Linked DNA regions of Mus musculus: region 1 is linked to region 2. A link is a contact called in public promoter capture Hi-C data. All regions are on one chromosome and are shown on one strand. The core of a region is the stretch at or near the end of the contact, and the rest is flanking DNA. Distances in the headings are between cores, read along the strand shown.

Evidence for each region. Promoter capture Hi-C pulls out the DNA fragments that hold promoters and counts their contacts.
Region 1: a contact with region 2 is called in a promoter capture Hi-C map of liver, with 7 times the contacts expected there. The contact joins the promoter of Kif16b here to the promoter of Tasp1 in region 2. A contact is called at or near these places in 11 of 39 promoter capture datasets (the 3T3-L1 cell line, 3T3-L1-derived adipocytes, the C10 cell line and 5 more), 1 of 484 Hi-C or Micro-C datasets (CD4 T cells), 2 of 115 datasets of contacts at active chromatin or transcription factors (astrocytes and embryonic stem cells) and 1 of 9 other capture datasets (liver).

Annotation. Positions count from the first base shown.
Region 1 is chr2:142,899,507-142,906,843 of GRCm38.p6, forward strand. Kif16b (kinesin family member 16B) reads right to left here and starts at 1,958. Exons shown (of 26, transcript NM_001081133.2): 1 at 1,819-1,958. The coding sequence starts at 1,865. It overlaps Kif16bos (kinesin family member 16B, opposite strand), which reads left to right and starts at 3,459. Exons shown (of 2, transcript NR_131921.1): 1 at 3,459-3,735; 2 at 3,849-4,066.
Region 2 is chr2:140,061,810-140,069,323 of GRCm38.p6, forward strand. Tasp1 (taspase, threonine aspartase 1) reads right to left here and starts at 4,996. Exons shown (of 14, transcript NM_001159640.2): 1 at 4,945-4,996.

The DNA.
Region 1 (7,337 bases), core at 708-3,207, 2.8 Mb after region 2:
CCTGGACTCGAGGCCTATTCTGACAAGGCCCTGAACACACAGCACCCCTTCTACAAAGTCCAGACTGATGAATTTCATCATCCTTCCCTCATTAGACACTACACTCCTAAAAGACACTTACATCTACCCATATTTAGTAAGTGTTTTCTAAAGTTATCTGATACTATTTTCTAGCATATGTTCACATTGTTCAAAAAGAGAACTCGATGGGCGTGGTGGCACACGCCTTTAATCCCAACACTCGGGAGGCAGAGGCAGGCGGATTTCTGAGTTCGAGGCCAGCCTGGTCTACAAAGTGAGTTCCAGGACAGCCAGGGCTACACAGAGAAACCGTCTCGAAAAAAAACAAACAAACAAACAAACAAACAAACAAACAAAAAAAACTCTTGCCGGGCAGTGGTGGCGCATGCCTTTAATCCCAGCACTAGGGAAGCAGAGGCAGGCAGATTTCTGAGTTTGAGGCCAGCCTGGTCTACAGAGTGAGTTTCAGGACAGCCAGGGCTACACAGAGAAACCTTGTCTCAAAAAACCAAAAACAAATAAATAAGCAAATAAATAAAACCAAACAAACAAACAAAACCTTTTATAATATAAATGCTTAAAAATAGAAACAAAACATTTAAAAGACTCCAGGGGTCTATTTATCTTGTATTGATTGGGTATGTGAAGAAACAAATATTCTCCTGAGACTCACACACACACACACACACACACACACACACTCACTCACTCACACACACAAGTCAAACTCCCTAAAAAGTTTTAGAGGTAATTTGAAAATCACACACAAAATGCACTGACTTTCAAAAGCACTGGTATTTATGGATCTACAGCATGATAATGGTTCTTCTACTTGAAGATAAAAAAAAAAAAAAAAAAATAGACTCAGGAGAGTCCAGTAAAATCTGCTGCCCTAACTGGCTGTCAGAACCAACAAACACTGACCTCCTGAAGTAGACAGCATGACTAAGGGAGAACAGCCATATGGCAAGTCAAATGTCCAAGAACTGAAACAGCAATAAACACGAACTGCTTTGTGTGCCCTACGCCCGTCAACTTGGAGGGCATTCACTTATATGCACGTCATTCTCTGGTTAAGCCCATTTAACCTTCTCAAAAGTTAACTTTCTCAAAGCTTCTTTCTGAACTGATGAGGAAGTCGCTGAAAATGGTTTTCAGTCAATGAGGAGAGGAGAGTCACGATGCAAGGCACTACTTTGTAGGAAAAATATAAGAGGTTACACACTAAGTGTGTTCTCACTTTGTGCCCCCTTAACTTGAGTCAAACACGTGCACGTACGTAACTCTCCTTTCGAGGAGTCAAAACTTTGTTGAAGTTTCCTCATCCCCCATGTAAACCTTAACTTATGAACTGCTAACTTTCTGTTTAGACGATGGGTTCACGTTCAAGGACCTGAAAATTCTCTCCAGATTAGAAGGTAACATGATTAACAGAGACTTTGGAGTTGGCACAAGTGAGCGTGTGTCTGACAGCTCGGGGAACCCCTCACACTTCCATGATCGCCCCCAAGTATTTCACTTCACCAACGTGGTTCCTTGGTGTTTTTTTTTTAAAGGGCGAGCAAGAGAGCCTCACGTTCTGGGATGGGGACTGTACATGGAAATCTCCCCGGCCTCGCGGACACTTCCCCTCAGAGTCCCCTTCAACGCGGGAGAGCTTTGCCCTTCAGGACCGCCAAGGCCACTGGCACGGCCAGGTGGGTCAGGGGTTTGTCCCTTTCAATCCAGACCGGCCTCTGAGCGGGGCTGCCCGGGGTTGGGGTGTGGCGAGGGTGGGGGGCGGGAGGCCCCACTCACCTGCGATTCATGGGCCGGACTCTCACGGCCACCTTGACCGATGCCATAGCTCATCCCGGCCCGGCCCGCGGGGGCTTCCAACAGGCCTGCGCCCCGCGGCCGCCGGCCACTCCAGCGACTGTGCCCGTGCCCGCGCCCCCGCCCACTTCCCTCTCACCCGCCCCTCGGCTAGGGCCGACCTGGAGTTGCTAGGCGGCCACACCTGCCAGGCCACTGAGCATGCCCAGAGCGGCTCCGGCCCGCGTGATCCACGCACCGGGGTTTGGCAGCTGCCTACGGCGCGAAGGGGCGGGGCCCGGAAGTCTGGGCCCCGCCTCTTCGGTGGCCACGCCCCAGCGCAGCCCCACCTCGAAGTCAATGGCAACCGGCTGTGCTGTCTCTAACTCGGAAAGTCAAACCCAGTCAGGCCCAGGACGATCACTGCATTTAGAGCATTCTCAAGGAAACCGAGGAATGGACTACCGAAAACGAGCATTGCAACCAATAACATGGTCCTGACTTTATACGGCCCGTGCTCGTCAACTCATCTGTCTTGTTGAGAAGCGAAAGGTCGTGGAGAACTCTGAGGGACTGCTCTGTTTCTTCAAAGAGTTCTAAGCATGTGTTCTGAACCACAAAATTTAGGGTACCAAGAAAACAAAGGATCGAGGATTTTTTTAGGCAGATAGAAATGTCGTTATATTGGTTGGAATCATATCTAAAGGGAGTTTTTGCATTTTGGGGACAGTTTAGCAATTTAACTTTAGTCATTGGATCAAAAGTGAGGACACCCGCTTTCTTCTTTCTTTCTTTCTTTCTTCTTCTTCTTCTTCTTCTTCTTCTTCTTCTTCTTCTTCTTCTTCTTCTTCTTCTTCTTCTTCTTCTTCTTCTTCTTCTTCTCCTTCTCCTCCTCCTCCTCCTCCTCCTCCTCCTCCTCCTCCTCCTCCTCCTCCTCCTCCTTCTCCTCCTTCTCCTCCTTCTCCTTCTCCTTCTTCTTCTTATTCTTCCCTTTTTTTTTATGAGCTAAAGCCCCTGGCATCAGTGATTTCTTACCGGGCTATCTCCCTGTAAATTCATTCAGTTAACCCTATGCCTTCACCTGTAAGTCACCTGCTGGACACAAAAACTCCAGTATCAACTATCTTCCTCCTGCCCCAGTCAGGGTCGCTCAAAACTTACAGACCAGCCTTCCTCCTGGACCCTGATCTCCTGCCTTTGCACTTGCTGATGGAGTATAAAGCAAGCCTACTGACTTGCTCCTCCTCACCCTCGAGGTCTCTAACGACCACAATGGAACATTCTGTCCTCAAGACCAGCATATCCCCGCTATTATTTCACTCCCGGGCAGATGACTTCGGTTCAAATGGTCTCTAGAAAGCTTAGATGTGATGCTGCTTAAGTCCCTGAGGGGAGCCGAAAAAGTCTCCCGGGTTTTTGGCTCGAACTCCAATACTAGCTTTGAGTCTTCCAGTCTGCCTCGCCTGCTAAACTGGAACTCCAAGGGTTTAATAATAGACTAAGTGAAATAATACGACGGCCAATGTGTGGTCCACTAGTACCAGGAGTCCTCATCTCAGCTTTCCTAGAACCCTTCAAGGTAGGGTAGAATCAGAACGTCCCCTTTGTTCGGAGTCCTACAAAGCCTGGACTAAGGCGCTTACAAGTTTAGAAATGGGCGCAGAGTCAGCCAATCAAGGGCGGGAAAACTCGGAGGGTTGAAAATGGGGCGCATGCGCAATAGCAGAAGCAGCGGGCGGGTCCAGGCACAGCCGCCAGCCAGGCTGCACCCGGCTGTGGCAGCCACGGGCAGGGGCGGAGCCCGCCGTATATGGGAGCTGCTTGGGGACAAACTGTGTAGGGTGCGCTCTCGGGCGGGCAGGGCTTCAACACCCTACCAGCTGTAGAGTCGCTGAGAGCAACCAAGACAACCAAGAACAGGTGTGCGAATTCTGCACTCAACTGCAAATCACTTGTTAATGTGAGTTCCTGTTCCTGGAGGTTTTGCTTGTCCAGTTTGGGCTTATGCAGGCCATTCTATCCATAATTTCCAGCAGCCTACACGTGTACATAATCCTCTGATTCCAACACCACCTTGCGATTTGACACAACCGACAAAGTGCTGCGGCCCACGGAACACGAACAGCAAGCCTGCGGATTTTAAACTAGAAGCAGCGAGGTTTCTCGCCAGAGAAATGACTGAACAGCCACCCCTTGATTAATTTACTCTCTGCACCAAGAAAAATGAATAAACAGGAAGGTTTTTAAGGGCTTGCTCATCTTCTCAAATTCCAATGAATCTCTGGTACCCCTTTCATTTGTTTCTGTCTTTAGAAATTTTAGACTTTTTAAAGTCTTCCAGGACTTAACCTGCACAGAAGCTTCCTCCGGAAGTCAAGTGTGAGGCTCCCCGCGTGAGGCTCCCCATTGACTAACTGCTAAGCACAGCATCAGTTTGGTAAGGACAACTGCCAGGAGAACTGTTACTCAGAAGAATCACCAAATAAAGTCTCTTAAAGCTCCTGAACGTGTATGGGGGGGGGGGGATTACCTCTATATAGTCTCCTCTAATTAAAATAAAATGTGCAGCTGTAGTAACATCTGAAATTTTGATGATACTGGAAATCACAGATATTTAGGGACTGTTGCAGCTCTCTCAGATTGTTCTTCCTTTTTTATTTTGACTTTGAAATTAGGCCAGTTGTGAAGCTGATACTATAACTTGTTATTTAACAAAAGGACACATAACTTCATTATATTTATTTTCTATACTGTGGTTCTTGTTCAGAAACATTGGTTTTTGTTTTGGATCTCATATCGTTTACATGATGGATGTAAAACAGTTATTCTGGGGCTGGAGCGATGACTCTTGCCAGTTAAGAGCACTTGATGCTTTTGCAGAGGATGGGGACTCCGTTCTCCGCTCCTACATCGGGCAGTTTACAACCATCTGTAACTCTAGGTGATCGAATGTTCTTTCCCAGCCTCTGCCAGCACAGGTGCACACTACACACACACATTCAAAAGTAAGTCAGGCATGAATATGTAAAGGCGTGTGTGTGTGTGTGTGTGTGTGTGTGTGTGTAGGCAGGAGGTGACTGTTTTGCAGTAACATTCTGAACTTCATTTATTGTTGAATTTCTTGCTGGTCCTTTTTTTTTAAGATTTATTTATTATTATAATAATACACTGTAGCTATCTTCAAATGCACCAGATCTCATTATGGGTGGTTGTGAGCCACCATGGGGTTGCTGGGATTTGAATTCAGGACCTTCAGAAGGGCAGTCAGTGCTCTTACCCACTGAGCCATCTCGCCAGCCCCTTCTTGCTGGTTCTTAAGCGACCTTATCATTTCCAAATAGGTATTGGTGATTTACAGTCCCTAAGTCTTAACAACTTCAGTACAAAGTGAGAAAACCCAAAACACTATGTTGATTTCACTTCAAAGCATTTAAATCATCTGGGAAAAGCCTCATCAGAAGGAAAATACTATGGACCCATTAGCTATACTTTATTCTTTTTCTAGACTCTAGAGAGTAAAATTGACTTACTCTTTCACAAATAGGACATTTTTACAACTTTGATAAACATATTTAAATTGGGTCTTAAGACATAACTGACATCTCATAAACACCTTTATGTAATAAGTGATACATAAGTACTATAAGCATTATTCACACGGTAGGTATGCTTTTGTTGTTGTTGTTGTTGTTGTTTTGGGTTTTTTGTTTTGTTTTGGTTTTTGAGACAGGGCTTCTCTGTGTAGCCCTGGCTGTCCTGGAACTCACTCTGTAGACCAGGCTGGCCTCGAACTCAGAAATCTGCCTGCCTCAGCCTCCCAAGTGCTGGGATTAAAGGCATGTGCCACCACTGCCCGGCCACAAAAGTATGCTTAATATCTCCTTTGAGGGATGTCTTACAGGAGAAGCTGAAGTTGAATTTAGTTGAGTTGTTCTGGTTAGATTAAAAAAAAAAAAAAAAAAAAAAAAACCTTAAATTTAAACATAGCTTAGGAGTAAAAGAAAACTTTTATCAGACTGGCCTGTGGGCAAGTCTGTGGGGCATTTTCTTGACTAATATGGACAGACTCAGCCCACTGTGGAGTCACCCGGGATAGGTAGTCCTTCATTATATAAGAAAGCAGTATGAGCCGGGCAGTGGTGGTGCATGCCTTTAAACTCAGCACTTGGGAGGCAGAGACAGGCAGATTTCTGAGTCCGAGGCCAGCCTGGTCTACAAAGTGAGTTCCAGGACAGTCAAGACTACAGAGAAACCCTGTCTCAAAACAAAACAAACAAACAAAAAAAGCAGTATGAGGGCCGGAACTCTGGAGGAAGAGGAAAGAGGATCTCTAGGAATTCAAGGCCAGCCTAATCTACATAGTGAACTCCAGGCCAGCCAAGGCTACACTGTAAAACCCTGTTCCAAACAAAGAAACAAATAAATAAACAAACAAATAGAAACTTTGCATGTACTCCAGGCTGGACCTGAACTCATAGAGATCCACCCGCCCCAGCCTGAAGTGCTAGGATTAAAGGTGTGTGTCTCCTCTACCGCCCAACACCCTCAATTCTCTTAATGATAGACTGTGACTCAGAGTTTAAGATGAACACACCCTTTTGGTCATGCTGTTTTATCACAACAATAAGAAACAAACCAGGCAGGAGAGATGGCTAAGTGGTTAAGAGCACTGACTGCTCTTCTGGAGGTCCTGAGTTCAAATTCCAGCAACCACATGTTGGCTCACAACCATCAGTAATGTAATCAGATGCTCTCTTCTGGTGTGTCTGAAGACAGCTACAGTGTATTTACATATAATAAGCAAGTAAATCTTAAAAAAAAAAAAAACAAAAAAAGAAAAGGAACAAACCAAGATGACAGCTAACCAATAAACAAAAGTACTTTCTTGGTTTTCAAAAAATGTACAATAATTTCACAAACAGAAATGTTAGACACCAAATGCAAATCCAACATGATTTTTATTTCGTAAGTTCTGAAACTTAAAGAAGTGGTTAGACTCTCTAGACATACTAAACCTTTAAAAAAAAAAAAACCCTGGCAATTTGAAACACATACTTTAAAGTCTGAAAGAAAACCTAGGCAATAAGGTAACTGTAATGATAATCACACACCCCCTCCCCCCCAAAAAAAGTCATGGTTAGTAATTTCAGTGAAGCTATAAGCAGGTCATCATGAATACCAGTTTTCTTTTTGAGCAAAGTGAATGAAGAAATTGCAGCAGATTCAATTTAATAGAAATGATCACCCTAAATTACAGTCATTTCATATACTAAGATGAAAAAGATTGTTTTCAATTGCATGTAACTATACCTATGGTCAAAAATGGTTCAGAATTGATAGACTTCACAGAGTTGGTGGCAGCATCTCACCTCCTTAAGGGCAAGAAAACACATTTATTCCCCCCTCACCGCCCCTCCTCAAAGGGTAAGGGAAGGGTCTCATGGATGCAGGCATTCTGAAGACAGGCCTTGCAGGAGAGATGGAATTTGAACTGCCAAGATGAGTGAGAGAGGAAATGTTGA
Region 2 (7,514 bases), core at 3,746-6,245:
CCCTTGGAGCTCAGTCTTGATGTTACTTATAAAAATGAGCTCATTTTCCCACTAAAGCCTTTTTTTTTCCTTTTTTTTTTTTTTTTTGGTTTTGAGACAGGGTTTCTCTGTGTAGCCCTGGCTGTCCTGGAATTCACTCTATAAACCAGGCTGGCCTCAAACTCAAAAATCCTCCTGCCTCTGCTTCCCAAGTACTGGGATTAAAGGAATACGCCACCACTGCCCAGCTTCATACATCTTTTTTTCCATACTACATAATCTTCTAACACACCTTAAAGTCATCTCAAACTGCACCAAAATCCTATAGGTTTCTTCTACCCATGTTTAGCCCAAATACCTCTTAGCATAAATATTGCACAACATTTACACTTTTCTCCATAAACACAAGCTATCAGAGAGCAACCTTTCACAAGAGACTGCCACAATAAAACCCATGGGATAATACTGAGCAACACAAATCAGAAACAGACAATATACTAAAGAAAATACAAGCTGAACATCCAATATTAAAGAATATTCAAAAAAGAACAAAAAAAAGTTTATAACTAACACCATACTGGTACCTTAAGCTGAATGAAATTGTTTTGAAAAGGAATCCATACATAGGCAGGAAAAACCTGACAATGTACAATACTGTAAAGAGCATTTTTGCTGATACTGTACATATAAACTGCAATCTATACAAACACAAGTTAACAGAATCAAAGATACACCTTTAAGGAGAACTTCAAAATCCTGTTTTCTCTAATACCCTTCATGTTTGAACTTGTTTTACTCAGTACTGTCCATTGAAGAGACTTTTTATTTGACCATTTCTGAGACCAAGATGAATGCTAATTCACCAATCATCAAGACCAAAAGGGAACCTCAAAACCTCCTTTCTTTTTTACTTCGGAGATTTTCTAGGTACTAACTTAGCATCTAATCTTGACCTTGGGTCTCTCAAGTTTCTATGTGTCTGTATGTATTTTTTCCTCTCACATGTCATGATACTTGCTTTTTAAATAAACAATTTAGAAAAGTATCACATGTCCCATTTAATCTTTCCAAAGCAGTGTAGGAAGAAGATTGTCAAGCAATCATCTATCTCATAACAAAATATTCCTTTGCAGGAGAGATCCAGCCCTTATGCTACTGCAATTGGTAATACGGACGGACCATGCTGTTCTGGGGCCCTGGTGGCACAGGACTTTTACCCAGCCCTTAAGGGAGGCACAGAGGAGGGTCACTGCAAACTCAACGCCAGCCTGGTATCCAGAATTGGTTTCAGCCCACTCATGGATATGAAGTGAGAAGCTATTCCATATTAAAAAACAAACACAGTATTTTGTGAGTTTGGTATCATGACATTGACAGCTTCATGCTTCATTAAAAGAGTTCCAGAACAAATGTATATTCATGTTTAATCTGTAATTCTACTCCTAGAAACACTTTCCACCTAAATTTTAAATACAGAAAAAGCTTAGTCTTCCTTTGGTTGTTTTGGGTGGTTGGTTATGATTTGTTTTGTTTTGCTTCATTTTGTGAGATAGGGTCTCATGGAGCCCAGGCTGACCTCAAACTCCTGATCATCTTCCTTCCACTTCCCAAGTTCTAGGACTACCAGCATGTGCTAGCACTCCTGGTTAGCTTTACGTCTTTTATGCTATGCTTAATATAGAATAATACAGGATTTTAAACACATATGCAACTTAAGAATTCAACAGAAAGGGATGGGTTATACAGTAACATTATTCATGGTCAGTTGATTTTCAAGATGAATGCCAAAGGGGGAAGGGCCAGGGTCGGGGAACATACTCCTTTAATCCCAGGACACAGGAGGCAGATGCAGACAGATCTCTGTGAGGGAGTTCCAGGACTGGCAAGACTACATGGAGAGACCCTATCTTGAAAAACAAAAACAAAAGATAAACATATCCAGGCCATTGTGTGTGTGTGTGTGTGTGTGTGTGTGTGTGTGTGTTGTGGGGTGTGGGTGGTGGGTGGGGCTGGGTAGTCAGCAAGGGTGGGGAGAATTAGAGAAGGCAGAGTAAAGCCCTACCCCTCCCTGTAGGTACACTGAATCCAGCACTTCAAAACTATCAGTCAGACCTATAAAACTTAGAGTAACGGGCAATTATACATAGATAAATATTTCTGACTCTGGATTCAGCATTTTTGTTTTGTTTGGTTTGGTTTGGGGTTTTTTGTTGTTGTTTTTCAAGACAGGGTTTCTCTGTGTAGCCCTGGCTGTCCTGGAACTCACTTTGTAGACCAGGTTGGCCTCAAACTCAGAAATCCGTCTGCCTCTGCCTCCCAAGTGCTGGGATTAAAGGCGTGTGCCACCACCGCCCGGATTATTTTTGTTTTTTTTAAAGATTTATTTATTATTATAAATAAGTACATTATAGTTGTCTTCTGACACACCAGTAGAAGGCATCAGATCTCATTACGGGTGGTTGTGAGCCACCATGTGGTTGCTGGGATTTGAACTCAGGACCTTCAGAAGAGCAGTCAGTGTTCTTAACCGCTGAGCCATCTCACTAGGCCTTATTTTTATTTTTATTTTTTTGGTGGTGGTAGTTTTGTTTCTTTCTTGCTTGCTTGCTCGGTTAGTTTTTGGAGACAAGGTCTATTTGAGAGAAAGAAAAAAAAATCCCTGTATTATGTAGCTCTGGCTACCCTGGAAATTGTTCAGAGATCCCCTTTCTTCTGCCTTCTGTGTTGTGAGATTTAAGGCAGGTGCCACACTACACCCAGCCTCAGAAATGGTTTCTTAAGTCAGATGTTTGACACAAGATTGGTCTACACAGTGAATTTCCAGGCCACAGTAAGACCCATCTCAAAAAAAAATAAAATAAAATAAAAATAAAAGCCACCTAGGGCTGGAGAGATGGCTTAGTGATTAAGAGCACTAACTGGCTGCTCTTGATTCCCAGCGCCCACATGGCAGATCACAACCTTCTTAAGTCCTATCCCAGGAGACCTGATGCCATCTTCTGGCCTCTGTTGATAACAGGCAAGAATGTGGTACACAGACATATATGCAGGCAAAACATGCATCCACATAAAATAAAATTTAAAATATCTAGTCAAACAACTTAAATATTTCTCCAAAACTATGTAATGTTTTATAAATACAAAGATAGATGCTTAAGATTATTCATCATAAAAATCAAAACAATAGTGAGACACTATTTCCCTAGTACCACTATAAGACGCATATAATCAAAACAGGTGTCTGGAGATGAAGACCTTTCTTATCTGCAGGATTCAATGTGCTGTGATCATTCTGGAAAGTGTCTGTTGAGTTCTCCAAACATAACCACCCAGAAGTTCCACTTCTATATACATAACCAAAAAAACAAAAAGATCAAATATAAAACTAAAATCAAATATCCACACAAAAAGTTACAAATATGATGTGTACAGAATTATTCCAAAATAACCCGAAGGACCAAACAATCCAACTGCATATCCATAAAAAGGAACGGGGGAGGTACATCCATCAGTGGTAGGATGCTCACCCAGCATGTGTGCGGGTCCATCCCCAGAATCAATGGGGGGGGGGGTAACATAAACACAAAGGAATGAGGCATTATTACATAGCTATGGACAAATCTTGAAAACATTATGCTCACTGAAAGAAGCTAGACACAAAAGGACACCTGTTACATACTTCTATTTACTTAAACCGTACAAAACAGAAAGATACATACTAAACCATGGATCAGAAGTTGGGGGAAACTGGAGAAGGGTAAGTAACTGTACTGGGCACAAGATATCTGGGGAAGGTGATAAAAATTGGTCTGGAACTAGACAGCAACGACATACATACAACTTTTGAATCCTTAAAATGAGAGAGGGGGAGAGAGAAGCTTACAATTTAAGAGGATTTTGGTACTGTGTTGATTACACCTCAATAAGAAAAAAAATAAAATAACCAGGGTTGGAAAGACAGCTCGGCAATAAAGAGCACTTGCTTCTAGCGGACCTGAGTAAGTTCCTAGCACCACTCGCTGGCTTACATCCATCCTTGATTCCCCCAGATGCCCTCTACTGGCCTGCACGGATATGCCCATGCTCGCGGTGCAGACATTATGATGCAAGCAGTCACACACATAAACTAAAATAACCCTCTCCCCTCCCCCAAAAAAAGGCAAAACCAATCTATCCGTGCAATGAATGCAACATATACAAAACTGCAATTTCTAGTTTTAACCATATTATACACATACACTTGTCGGTGACATCTACAACACCTAAGAAATTATAAAGCACAAAATCCTTAGTGGCGGCAACTATGTTAATCTCTTGTTCTGCAATTCCCAAGCATTTTCTAATAACCACGGCCACTGCTTCTAATAACCAAACGCCTGAGTGCGTAAGATAAACTCCCTTAGCTTGTTATTCAAAGAAAGGTCTTGGTTCAATGGCCCCCAATAAACCTTCCCTTCCTCTCCTCGGTATAATTAAGTTGAACTCGGAGGAATCCCTATGCCTTCTACTTCAAAACACCTCCAGTTTACAGCTACTCGCCCGCCTCTCCAGCATCTTCACTGACTCAGTCCTAGCCACCTCTACACTGACTGGATGCTACATGTCCCTCGGGACGCTAACCCGGGCTCTAACAGACTCAGGGAAGCTCTGACCCCACCGCGACATCTGTCTGTGACACATCCCGGGCCCGCTGTGGACCTGGGACACGTGAGTTCCCTGTAGCCTGGGACTGCACAGCGCGCGAAGAGCTCCGAGAACTCCGCAGCCAAGGGAACTGGCGGCCCCCACGCGTGACCACAACTCCGGGCCGGGGAATCCGTGGGGCCCTGCGCCGGGCCGGACAGGTGGCGCCGTGAGAGCCGTCCCGAGCGGTGGCGTGAGGACGCCACGCGGGCCTGCCGGACCATACGGAGACCGAGGCTAGGCAGCGGCGACGCGGACAGCGTCAGAACGAGGGACACTCACCCGCGTCAGCGCAGAGCACTCACACACAGGAAGTAGTCGTTCGCCCGTTGCCAGGGTGAGGAAGCGGGAGTGGCGTAAAGCCTTTCCATTGGTCGACGTGCACACGTGGCCGGAAGCAGACGCCCCGCGAGCCTGAGTCCTAATCGCCTAGGCTATAGCGTCTCTCTCTTTAAGCGTTTGAGCTGAGACACTCCGCGGTTATTTCTGGCTTCTGATATCTGAGGGTTTTTTAAAATATGTATTTATTGGCCTATTGGGGGTTTGTTTGTTGTCATAGCTATACAATCGCCGTTGCCCACCTTGCTTTCATTGTGCTCGGTAATTAGCTTTGAGGATGTGTCTACCTGTTACCCACGAAGTTGACTGACGAGCGGGTTGCACGTTATGAAAATAGTAGCCATCATTGATGAGGGCGTTGCAGAAGAACCCTTCCCTCATCCATGTAGCCTTGACCCCTATGGAAAAGCAGGATTCAACCTAGGTTTTGTTTAAGTGGGAGTCAGAAAAGGTAGTTAGTCTTTAACTGTCCAAGATCAAAGACCAAGAGCCAGTAGCAATCCTTGTAACTAGTATCAAGAATGGTTTGACAGCCTGTTTGTGGGGAGCAGAGATTAGAAGGAATAGAACACTGCAGGTTAGGTATCAGTCGTCTGAGATACTTGAGAAGTATTTGGGAATTTTCTTTTCTTCAAATTTTGAAATACTTGCTTATACATAATAAAACGTCCTGGGTGATAGGTTATTTCTCCAACGGTGAAATGAGCCAATTCAAACCAATTAAGATTATATTAAAGGCAGAATATTGGGAAGTTGCTTTCAGGGGAGTTCACTGGCCCCAAGGATTGAGGCCAGGGGAGCATTGGAGGTGAGAGAAGAGAAGGAAAACAAGGGAGACCAAAATATCTTGATTATAGAGGGAAGAGCCTCTGGGGGAAGGGCAGCTCGGCCGCTGGACTGGAAAGTTCAGGGTTGGGGCAGGGTTCGCCAAGAAGGGACTGAGGGATGCTGAGTGAAACTGAAGTTCAGGTGTGCTTTGGTATGTAAAATATGCGCCTCAGTCCCTTGTCCCTGGTCCCAAACCAAAGCAGTGGATGAGACTCCAGTTGCAAAAATACTCAGCTGTATTTCATGCAGACCTTATACACAGAGACTAAAGGTAATTTTGTAACGCATTTTTAAATAGTTTTGTGCACAGTGTGGGAGCAGCTGAGGTTTTGGATTTTTAGATGAGATGTTTCAGCATGTATTTTCACATGTATCCTATGTGAGGTCTCAGACCAGCAGTTTAGAATTACCTAAACTCTTACTTAAAAATGCAAATTCTTAGAATCCACCTAAATGAATGTTTGTTGTTTTGTTTTGTTTTGTTTTTTCCGAGACAGTGTTTCTCTGTATAGCCCTAGTGGTCCTGGAACTCACTTTGTAGACCAGGCTGGCCTCAAACTCATATCCGCTTATCTCTCTGCCTCCCTAAAGGCTGGTCTTTTAACAAGCCCTTTGGGTAAATGTAACGCACCTAAAGCATTACTGGATTGTGGAATTTCTTGGTTTAATCTTAGCGGTGGAGCAGGAAGGGTGATAAGCCCGACGCCCCAGAAGAGGAGAGCAACCAATAACGGGGCTTTTAGATGATCAAGAACGAAGTGCAAGAAGGCAGTTTGAGGATGAGGAGTTTAGTGATTTTTATCCTGTCATCCCTAGATTAAAATATGTGAATTGAAAAAAAAATTCATCTGCTGGTAATCCCAAACACATAATTAATAATTCTTATATTGTTTAAGATATCTTCTTAATAATTTTCTTTTATGGGTAAAAATTAAGAGACAGTTATGAAATTTATCTGTGTAAGCAGCACATAAGATTTGAAAGGGAATGTAGAGAACAGTAAGGAAAAAAATTCTTTAGAACTTTTTTTCAGATTTTGTTTTTTGTTTTGTTTTTGTTTTTCGAGACAGGGTTTCTCTGTGTAGCCCTGGCTGTCCTGGAACTCACTCTGCAGACCAGGCTGGCCTCGAACTAAGAAATCCGCCTGCCTCTGCCTCCCAAGTGCTGGGATTAAAGGCATGCGCCACCACGCCCGGCCAGATTTTTTTTCATTTAATGTATATGAATACACTGTTGCTGTCTTCAGACATACTAGAAGAGGGCATCAGATCCCATTACAGATGGTTGTGAGCCACCAAGTGGTTGCTGGGAATTGAACTCAGGACCTCTGGAAGAGCAGTCAGTGCTCTTAATTGCTGAGCCATCACTCCAGCCCAGAAGGAAAAAAAAAAAAAAAAAATTCTTAATGGTTTAGTTAGTGAATGGTAGCCATAAAGTAGAAGTTAACAGCAAGGATTCTAGAAACAGAAGAATCAGTGTTTATATATCTGTGTTCTACCACTTAACTAAAACATTGAACGATTTGCTTTATCTTCCTACTATTTAATTTCCACATTTGTAAAATGAGGATTAAAAATTGTTGTGTGTGCCAGGCGGTGGTGGCGCATGCCTTTAATCCCAGCACATGGGAGGCAGAGACAGGCGGATTTCTGAGTTCAAGACCAGCCTACTCTACAAAGTGAGTT